Regions from separate parts of the Mus musculus genome. Here region 1 is linked to region 2. The links are chromatin contacts, called in public promoter capture Hi-C maps. All regions are on one chromosome and are shown on one strand. Each heading gives the region's core, a stretch centred on a gene start, on an enhancer-like site or on the middle of the called end of the contact. The rest is flanking DNA. Distances are from core to core; before and after follow the strand shown. Region 1 has its middle 30 kb from the start of Gpr141. Region 2 holds the start of Gpr141b (G protein-coupled receptor 141B).

Region 1 (5,462 bases), core at 635-3,134, 120 kb before region 2:
AGTCAGTGATCCTGGGATACCCCAGAGCTGGAGCAAACAAGGGGAGATTTTTTTCCATAGCTCTTGCTACTGCTCTGAGTTTAATCTTCAGACCATAGGAATATTGTAGAACCTATCTCTAAGCTTTAAAAGCTATTGAGTTTATAGCAACTTGTGTCAGAAGGAATTTTGAGAGCTTTGGTGACCTCATACATGGGTTTCAGAAAGGAAGTGCTTGGACCATGATTATCTGTGATCATGGCTATCCCACATCATTCCTTTCCTTTTCTTTTTAGATTTCTGCCTTTAATTAGGGGGAATTGTGCACACATGTGCACATAACACACTTAACAACAACAAAAAAAAAACACAAAAAGGAAAGGAAGAATGGTCACCGCAAAACAGACATGACTTCACAGTCCAGTACAAGTCAAACTCAATTTATTTTCTGAATTGGCTTATGGAAGTTATAGGGCTGGATTTCATTGTCTGTATTCCTTATGCTTCATCCTATAGTAGGATTCTGCATACCTTAATATTCTAAAGACTTCAACAAAACCATCCCACATTATTTTTAGAAAGGAATAATGATCTTTTTGTTCTCATTGATGGAACATTTTTCACTTGCTCTAGCAAAAGAGGGATAGAGTAACTAGTGTGTTTTTATAAAAAGATTGAGGACTGGTGAGATGGCTCAGCAGGTAAGAGCACTGACTGCTCTTCTGAAGGTCATGAGTTCAAATCCCAGTAACCACATGGTGGCTCACAACCACCCATAATGAGATCTGACGCCTTCTTCTGGTGTGTCTGAAGACAGCTACAGTGTACTTACATATAATAAATAAATAAATAAATGAATAAATAAATAAATAAATCTTAAAAAAAAAGATTGAGAGAAGGGATATGTTTTGGTGGATGTGCAGTCAGGTGTGGGGGAAGGGTGTGCCTCTGCAGGCCCATGCTGAGGCATTCCTTCCCATGAGGGACCAGCCACAGATGGTATAGCATAAACTAGAGTTTATTCAGGGTATGTGGAGGGGAGCTGAGAGGATAGTAGAGACAGAGAAAGACAGAAAGAGAGAGCAGAGGAGTGGAGGCCAGCCATGAGCACATGGAGAGAGAGGAGAAGGGTCCAGAGGACAGAACTGGAGGAAGAAGGCAAGAGGAAAAGAGAGCAGAGGGGACAAGCAGACTCTTTTATAGCGATTCAGGCACACCTGGCTATTTCCAGGCAACTGTGGGGCAGAGCTAGACAAAATGCTAATAGTGATTTTCTTTTTGACAATCAGATCAGATTTGTAGGACCAAGCATGCATTTCTTCCTTCAATCTCATAAAAAAGGCGTTGGTTCTCCCCACAGCATCTGTGCCACCGTTACTCTCATGGACATATCTTGACAGAGCAGTGACGGTTACATTTCACAGCGTCCATGGCTGGGTAAGACTGTTGGCCCTCCACCCCGAAGAACTCTGCATAGCACGTTTCATTACTCTGAGAGCTAACAAACAAAGATGAAGTTCTCCATGTCCTGTGACCAATGTGTATGGTGGTTTTAGAAACTGGACTTTACCACCAAATTCTGGTGAGCAACCAAGATCAATAGCAACAACCTGTATTGTTTTGGGGTGTCTCTGGGACATCTCTGACCAACAACTCAAGAGGGAGTTATTTCATCCTTGGCACTGGTCTTGACAAACTCATGGGCCTCAGAGAACTTATTGTTATTATTGTGCTAAATAAACAAAGTCTCAAACTGCTCTGTAAATTTATATCTCTTTACCCATACATAGATTAGTGTCGCCTTTCAGACCTCGGCAGAGAAGTTTTTTTGGTCAGTGGATGAAAAGCCTTTGGCTAACTGAACTAAGTCATAAGAGGAAATGCTTAACGGTCGGTCCTCAAGTCACGTCTGCTGGAGATGACTCAGTGCCTGCTTTCCCCACGTGGTTTGTCTCCAGTTGTCATAGAGTTTTATTACAAACAACAGCCTGCTTTTTTCCCCCCAAATACTTTTAGACTTCCATGTGTTTTGGGGAAAGTAAAACTGAATTCTTTAACCCATTAACACGAGCATGGGTGCTGTTTTCAGGTTTGCCTAATAGCTCTGAGCCTGAAGAGAATGTTAGCCTTGCGGAACTAAGATCTCTGATATCAGTGTCTGTAATGTCTCTCAAGTCATCAAACCACTAGTCAGTTTAACCAGTGAATCCGGTTGCTAAACCACCATACACATTGCTCACAGCACACAGAGAGGCTCCTTCCCTGCTAGCTAGTATCTCATAAGGATAGACAGTGCTAGGCAGAGTAGGGCAGGCAGGTGGCTGGTGTGTGTGTGTCTGTGTATCTGTGTGTGTGTGTCTGTGTGTGTGTGTGTGTGTGTGTGTGTCTCTGTGTGTGTGTTTGTATGTCTCTCTCTGTGTGTAGTTAGTTTTACCTAGCTCTGAATGCTGTGAACTGCACTAATGTCTGCTATGTCGAGATATGTTCATGAGTGTATACAGCAACAAATGCTGTGGGGAGAACTAAGCCCCCTTTAAAATTAGATTTAAGGAAGAAACACATTAGCTGCGGGGCAGATACAGTCTCTTTGCTATTAGAGATAGAATCTTTTACCACTGATTAGCAGATTATCATAGGCAGTAAAGCAAATTATGCTTAGAGTCACAGAATCTAAGCAGGCAATGCAAGCTTAAACACTCTTCTGTATTTGGTAAGTAATTAAAATGAAAATTTCCTTTCTAACAAATCATACTGGTTTAGGCTGGCACTAATACATAGCAGAGGAGATAGAAAACAGGAAGTGGTCAATCCCCGTAGCTGTAGCTGTCCTTGTTAACGAGTCTTTAGGAAGACTTAATCTTTAGACAAATTTACAGTCTAGTGGAAAGAGAACCTTCTGGCAGCCTTCCCCTGCTGCTTCTCATACATCTGTTGGGGATTCAAAACAAATCCTCCATAGAGTGATAATCCTCAGGACATTTGGGATTTCTGGTTTAGAGGCTTGTGCATCTGGGAAAATGGCAAGTCTCTTGTTTATGACTTAGGTGTGGCCACAGAGATCATGGAAGAATTCTTTGCCAATTTCTTTTAAATGGCATTCTTAATTCTCAGCATCCTGTTAAGTTCCACTGTAAATCAGGCTCCTTGGGAGCACAACTCCATATTGCCGTGGTTACTTCTGCTCTTCTGGGATCCACCTCAGTGCATTATGTGGAAGAAGCTTTTCCTGGTGGTGTTGGCTGCAGTGTGAAAGCTTGGGGAGAGTTTTATCTTCAACAGCCCCAAATGAGATTCCTGAAGATCTTCAAAATCAACAGGACTTGTTTGTATCTGTCATACAATTATTTCTTGGCCTTACATAAGGAGATATTCACTTCCAAAACATGAATGTAAATTCTTTGTGTATTTAAGAAATTGATACAGACAGACTTTCTTTGAATCTACCTAAGATCTAGCTACCTTCAACTAAATGACAGTCACTTTTCAGAAAGAGCACACCTCTACAAGGCCTCCACTCCACAACCCTCCTAACAAAACACAATGGGGAAACAGAGGCAAGGTTTTGAATTGATCCTGTGAGGATGGAATGGGGCTAAAATGACAATAGGAATCAGCACCATTTCAGCATCCCTCTACTCTGGGGCATCAAACCTCCTTAGGACCAATGGCCTCCCTTCTCATTGCTGTCGGGCAAGGCCATCCTTTGCTACATATGTTATCTGGATCCAAAAATCCCGTTAGGTGCACTCCTTGGTTGGTGGTCTAGTCTCTGAGAGAACTGGGTGGTCAGGCCAGCCAATGTTGTTCTTCCAATCCCCCTCTGCTCCTCCAGGCCTTCTGCCAGCTTCCCGACCAGGTTCCTTGAGTTCAGCCTGATGGTTGGCTCCAAGCATCCGCCTCTGCATTGGTCAGTTGCTTGCCGGACCTCCACAGGAACTGCCACACTTGGTTCCTCTCCGAAAGGGACTTTTAACCACAGCAACAGTGTTGGGTTTGGTGTCTGCAGACATGATGTATCCTCAGGTGGGGCTGTTCCCCAATTGGCCCTTCCTTCGGTCTCTGTTCCATTTTTTGTTCTTGTTCTTCCTTTGGACAGGAACATTTCTTGGTTAAAAAAAACTTTGAGGTAGGTGGGTAGCTCCATCCCTCGACCAAGGGTGGTGCCTATCTACTGGAGGTGGTCTCTACACGTTCTGTCTCCTTCTTCTCTGAATATTATGTCTAAAGTCAATCCCATTGTCTCCTGGGAGGCTCATGTTTCTCTAGTGTCTGGGACTCTCCAGTGGCTCTCCCAGTTCTTCATCCTCCCTTATAACTAATTTCTGATGTCCAGACCCTCTGTACCTCTCTCATGTCTCCTCCAGATTCTGATACTGCCACCCTTCTTATTTCCTCCTCCTTTCTCCCTCCCTTGTCTCCTTCTCTTTCTATCTCCCACAACCATTCTGTTCCCTTCTCAGTGCAGGACTGAAGCATCCACACCTTGATCTTCCTTTCTTTTATGCTCCATATGGTCTGTAGGTTGTATCATATGCATTGTGAGCTTTTGGTTAGTATCCACTTATTAGTGAATACATATCATGTGTTCTTTTGTGTCTGGGCTACCTCACTCAGGATAATATTTTCTAGTTCCACCCATTTGCCTGTGAATTTCATAAAGTCATTGTTTTTCATTGCTGTGTAGTACTCCATTGTGTATATGTACCACATTTTCTGTATCCATTCTTTTGTTGGGGGACGTCTGGGTTGTTTCCAGCTCCTGGCTATTATAAATAAGGCTGCTATGAACATAGTGTAACATATGTCCTTGTTATATGTTGGAGCATCTTTTGAGTATATGCCCAGGAGAGGCTGGATCTTCAGGTAATACTATGTCCAATTTTCTGCCAGACCAATTTCCAGAGTGGATGTACCAGCTTGCAATCCCACCAACAATGGAGGAGTGTTCCTCTTTCTCCACATCCTTGCCAACATCTGCTGTCACCTGTGTATTTGATCTTAGCCATTCTGACTGGTGTGAGGTGGAATCTCAGGGTCATTTTGATTTGCATTTCCCTGATGACTAAGGTTGTTAAATATTTCCTTAAGTGTTTCAGCCATTCGAGTTTCCTCAGTTGAGAATTCTCTATTCAGCTCTGTACTCCACTTTTTAATAGGGTTATTTGGTTCTCTGGAATCTGCCTTCCTGAGTACTTTGCATAGTTTGGATATTAGCCCTTTATCAGATGTAGGGTTGGTAAATATCTTTTCCTAATCTGTGGGTTGCTGTTTTATCCTATTGATAATAATCCTTGCTTTATAGAAGCTTTTCAATTTTATAAGGTCCCGTTTGTCGGTTGTTGCTTTTAAAGCATAAGCCATTTGGTGTCTGTTCAGGAGTTTTCTCCTGTGTCCAAGTATTCAAGGCTCTTCCCCACTTTCTATTAGATTCAGTGTATCTGGTTTTATGTGGACATCCTTGATCCACTTGGACTTAAATTTTG
Region 2 (5,309 bases), core at 1,658-4,157:
AAGGAGGTAAATATGTTTGAAGAGTGAGCAGTTTCTGGTTTTCTTACCAGTTGCCCAAGGACATTTCCGAACAGTACTATAGCATCTATAATGATGGTGGGCAATTTTCATTCCCTTCTTTCAGGAGCAGAGACACGCCCTTAAGAGCCATGTCAAAAGACATCTTCCATAGAAGGGTACAAGTAGCCCCTTAGAAACATTTGCTTCCTGTTTATACCTGATGAAGGCATATCGACTTCTGAAAAATGGCAGGCTAACGATTAATGTCCTTGTCAAACGTCAGCTTATAATACTAGTCGGCCATCACTGGAAAGAGGTGCCCATTGGACAGGCAAACTTTATATGCCCCAGTACAGGGGAACGCCAGGGCCAAAAAATGGGAATGGGTGGGTAGGGGAGTGGGGGAGGAGGGGAGACTTTTGGGATAGCATTGGAAATGTAATTGAGAAAAATACATAATAAAAAAATAAAAAATAAAATAAGATGTGGATAGAATATATAGACCGCTTTTGAGGCCCGGAAAAATGGCTCAGTGATTAAAAGGATGTACTTCCTAGCAGGATGGCTTATAATTGCCTGAAAAGCCAGCTTCGGGGGATTCAACCTTCTCCTCTAACTGCCACATGTTCTTGTACCCACATTAGCATATATAACCAGACACATGTGAATAAAAATAAATAAGTTTTAAAAAGAAGCCTTTTGATTCTCTGAGATTTAAAAATTAAATTATTAAATTTAATTATTTTAATTATTAAAGTCTTTCTATATGAATGTTTAATTCCATTCTAAAACTAACGTTTTAGAGAGTATCTCAAACTTTCCATATTCCTCAAGAAAACAAACAGTGGTAAGGGCTCGGAGGGATGCCGAGGGGAAAAGAACCTTAGATACTAGAGCTGCCACCATGGAATTCATGTAGATGTCTCTCAAAAAGCTAAAAACAGAACAACTATGTGATCCAGACCTACCACTCAGAGCACACACTGTAAGGAATCTGAGGCATCATGCTACAGAGACACATGCACAGCCTTGTTTCTAGCGGCAGTGTTCACCACTGCAGGAGGCTGAATCAGCCTGCATGCCTACGAACAGATGCATGATAAAGAAAGTACAGCATATCCACAGTAGTGTCTTGGTAATAGTCGTGGCAATTTCAGGAAATAAATGGGATTCGGAATCATCATGTTGAGAGAAATAAAATGTATTCAGAAAGGCAAATATTGTGTATTGTGTCTTCCCTGGCACATAGCCTGTGTGCATGCACACACACACACACACACACACACACACACACACACACACATGCGTAGTAACAGTAGGGACTGTTTGAGGAGAGGGAGGAGACATCGAAAGGAAAGAAAAAACAACAGAAGAGTGAATCTTGAAAGAAAGCCAAGAAAAAATATATAATATACATGTATTTAGATGTCACAAAAGCATCCCTTTTGTGTAGTGAATGTAAGCTAATTCAATTTTAAAAAATACAGTAGAAAATAAATAAACTGTTCCTCTAATAGAAAACCCCATGTGCTTCCTGGTGGAGTAGGGATGACATGGTTTCTGACCCTAGTTGGTCCTGCAGTGATAATGTCCTCAGCTCTGAGTTCTGGTTAAAGAAAAAGATTGTATTATCCTGAAGTAAATCACTGTTTTAGGCTGTTTTGCTAGGGATTGGTTGTTTCTCATTAAAGAATTGTCATGTCTGCCTGGAGAAGAGGCTGCATCTGATTGTGAGTGGAGACGATGTGGGGACCGCTGCGTTCCTCTTGCCCTGACAGAACATTCACGCCTTTAGCAGACGTCCAGGCCATCGGTGTGAACAATAGCTGCACAGTGCACAGCGCACAGTTTTCATTACAGTTGCTTTATTTTTATTCTCTGCTGTTGGTTGCAACTAACCTATTTCCCAGTTTTTCTTCCTCATACGAGCAAACCTCTAAACATAACACCGTTTCTATGGGAACATACTTTTGCATACAGATTCCAGGAACACACTTTATTTGGAAAAAAAATAAAGATTGTCAGATTAATACATCTACATCTAAGCTGTGACCCAGATTTTATGTTTTATGAATTAGTTTGACTTAAAAATGGAGATGCTTATAATTGGTTGAAAACTGTTTCTGTGGATAGTTATTTTCCTTTCTCTAGCTGAGTTGAGCTGATAAAAAAAAATTTCTATTTCTTAGTAAGAGCCAAAATTTTGTCTTTTGTTTAAGTTTTATTCAAACGATTAAGCAAATGGGTCTGTTACAAGTAGATTCGGTTCCTTTACGTCTTCAAAGTGATAAGCACTGTTGGACAATTGAGTATCAGCACAGGTACAGGTGATGCTTATCTTTTCAAAAGCAATTTGAAAATAGTCTCACCGATGCTCAAATGTAGGCCATAATGAGGTTGCTAGACAATAACATTTCCATTATTTTAGTTTCTGTAGCTGAATCTTGGTATGATTCAAGGCAGGTGTGTGTCTACAACCATTGAAGGTGTATCGGTCCCTTTTATCTTTCTGTGGTGCTAAGTTTACACTTCTTTCACAGTATGTTTCAATGTCTTAGGACAGCCAAGGTCAGGACAGGGGGTGAGACTGCTCGTGAAAGAAGATGGGGCCTTTGGGAGAAGCCAACCCTCTGTAGAAGCTACATTAGCAGAGGGCGGAACTCCAAAAGAATCGCATTTCCAAACAGCAGCTTGTTTGGGAGAAGGTTGCCCGTAAACCATGGAATTCGAGGAGACTTCAACAGAGAGAAAGCTGTCCAGAAAGTATTTCCCTATTCTGTTCTTATTCTGAGTACAGAACATTTGGGGTGGTACCAAAAAGAAGGATGAGAAACAGCTCTGGAAAAATCCCTCTGCGGTTTACATTTTAACTTTGCTAATAAGTCGTTGGGAGTGAAAACGAAAATCTCTGTTTTGAATCTGCCCCACTGTGGAGACAATGTCCGTTTGAGCTCACAGGCTTAACTTATCAGGACTCTGCATCTTGGCTGATGGGCTTCTTGAGCCCTCAGTGCAAGGCTTGAACTTGTCCCTCCACTCATGACCCCACTCATGACTGTGTTGACGGTTGGGCTAGGATAGTTCTGGTTTCAGCAACTGCGTTTACTGCCTGCTTTGATGTAGAACAACAGATGACCACGGTACGTTAAGTTTTCCACCAGGATCGATCACAACTAGAAGGAGCAGGCAAGTACTTTGGATGGCTGCATTTGTGTCTTGGAGGGCAGTGTCTCTAGAACTTTTGGTGCTTGGTTTTAATGAGTGAAGAAATACCCAGAATTCATAATAGGCTTTTGAAGGATAAGGTTAGAAATGAGGTTGTGGTCACTAGGTAAAGTTTTGAGAGAAAATGCAGGAAGTTCTGAGAAATAACAAAAGGCGGTGTAGGCTGGTCTGAGAAGTCAGAAAATCTGTTAGGTTCTTTTATTTATCAGTTTACTAGTTTTAAAAGCAAGCACACAACGTTCTGTTTTGTTACATTTTCATACACGTGCAGCATTATATTGTTCATAGCCATCCCCTCCCTTGCTCTCCTACACTGTCTCTTCTGCTCACCTGTCTGGCTATCTCCCATGCCTCAAATCATCCTCCTTTAAAAATGGAATACTATTTTTTTCCTTTCTTTTAAGATCTCTTTCTTTTCTGTCATGCTCTCTTTTCCCAATTTCCAGTCTTAGCATGCACACAGATCTACATGCCAACACATAGGTGTATGTATGTACATAGATTATTTTGTGTCTAGGATCTACTTGCTGGTTATGTCTTTCTGAGTCTTTTCCTGCAAATGTCAAATGTCATGATTTCAATTTTTTATATGTATGCAATCCAAGTTAGTTCTTGAAAAGAGGCATCATTCAATGTTTTTTTTATAGCTAGAGTGAAGTTTAATTACCTGTTCCATTGTTAAAGCAGTGGCTTAACAGCAGAGCTACTTGTCTTTCTCCAAACGTTCTCCTCTGCCTCAGGAGGGACCCAGTTAAGCCATGGAAATGTGCCATAATCTAGGCCCAGTTAGTTTCAAATAAAATTCGAAATTCATATAAATTTCAAAACTACTTTAAATTAGTTTCGATCTTAAGTCACATACTTAGATTTGAAAAAGACCAAAATCTAAACTCTAAATTGTGTTTAACTTGTGGATGTTAATATCGTATAAAAATATAGTGTCACATAAAAGCAGGCAAATATTATATATGATAAATGTATGTACTACATTAAAATGTTTGTTTTGACTATAAACGTTTAGATTGTTATCGAAGTCATAATGTCTTTAAGTTAACATAAAATCTTACTGAGGGCAGTGACTATGCTATAATCAACTGAATTTCTTTAAAAGAAAACAGCTATTCTTTTCAAGAAAATGGTTGTATTTGCAGAAAAACTTAAGAATCTTTAAACTTGCCATGCAATGGCTTCTCACTGAAACACAAATAATTCTACTGTGCCTCTTGTGAGGTGGGTAAGCGGCACAAGAGGACAAAAGCTACAGAACCACGCAAGAAGCTGGAGCTGTCAAGGCCCGAGTCTCATAATGTTAGGAAAGAGGTCTTGAGAAATTGTTATTGTTTAAGATAGATATTTATCAAATATATATTTGTGTAATAACAATTTTAAACATCCTAATTATCATGACACTTAAAGGTCAAGAGCTAAAGCTGCCTCTTATGGTTTAATATTTTAAAATCATGATATTTTTAATATCATCTGAAGCAAACTAGTTCACTGAATGTTTACATAAGCATTCACTGCTGCCAGCACAGCTTTCCTCCTTTCCAGAGGAAGTTCTTGAAACTGCAGTGGCCCATGTCTCTACTCAGCCTCTAAATACAGAACTGCACTGCCTGTATTTGCTGGACAGCCGCCAGCCACCTCAGTCTTCCTGCTCAGGGGACAATCTGCCCCTCAAACTCACACTTGGAAAACTGAAATAACAACCAAGCAAACCATTCTCCAAGACCATTTTACCAAAACTGACCACGCCAGTGTGGGAAAGGATCCAGGTTTCAGCAGAAAGAGCTCTAGAGATAGGCTTGTGCTAGGGAACTCATTGCTCAAAACCTGCTCTCAGAAAAAAAAAAAAAAAGAAAAAAAAGAAAAATCTCAAGGTCACCTAACACACTTTCTTGTGAGAGTAACATGATTTGTCTGGGTTTTCTCTGCATTGTTAAATGTCTGTTTGTCTGAAACTTGAGGGTCATATTTATAAATCTTATCTGAATGTGCACTGGGTTCTACTTATTCCAGCTTCACTTAAATTTGGTTAATTTCTCTATCATGAATATGTTGCCTTTACATACTATTTATTGCTT

The links. Promoter capture Hi-C pulls out the DNA fragments that hold promoters and counts their contacts.
Region 1: a promoter capture Hi-C map of macrophages shows a contact between it and region 2, with 7 read pairs. The contact joins the enhancer-like site here to the promoter of Gpr141b in region 2. A contact is called at or near these places in 9 of 39 promoter capture datasets (the C10 cell line, the HPC-7 cell line, embryonic stem cells and 3 more), 2 of 115 datasets of contacts at active chromatin or transcription factors (CD8 T cells and bone marrow-derived macrophages) and 1 of 9 other capture datasets (liver).

The regions. Positions count from the first base shown.
Region 1 is chr13:19,851,578-19,857,039 of GRCm38.p6, reverse strand. No RefSeq gene overlaps it. Among named protein-coding and RNA genes, the nearest start is that of Gpr141, 30 kb to the right of the region's middle. Within about 2 kb of position 1,884, at least 91 of the 459 cell types and tissues checked have an H3K27ac peak or open chromatin away from gene starts, as enhancers often do. A contact at or near this core is called in CD8 T cells, the HPC-7 cell line, bone marrow-derived macrophages and 3 more, where this site is marked.
Region 2 is chr13:19,730,549-19,735,857 of GRCm38.p6, reverse strand. Gpr141b (G protein-coupled receptor 141B) reads left to right here and starts at 2,907. Exons shown (of 2, transcript NM_175688.4): 1 at 2,907-3,186.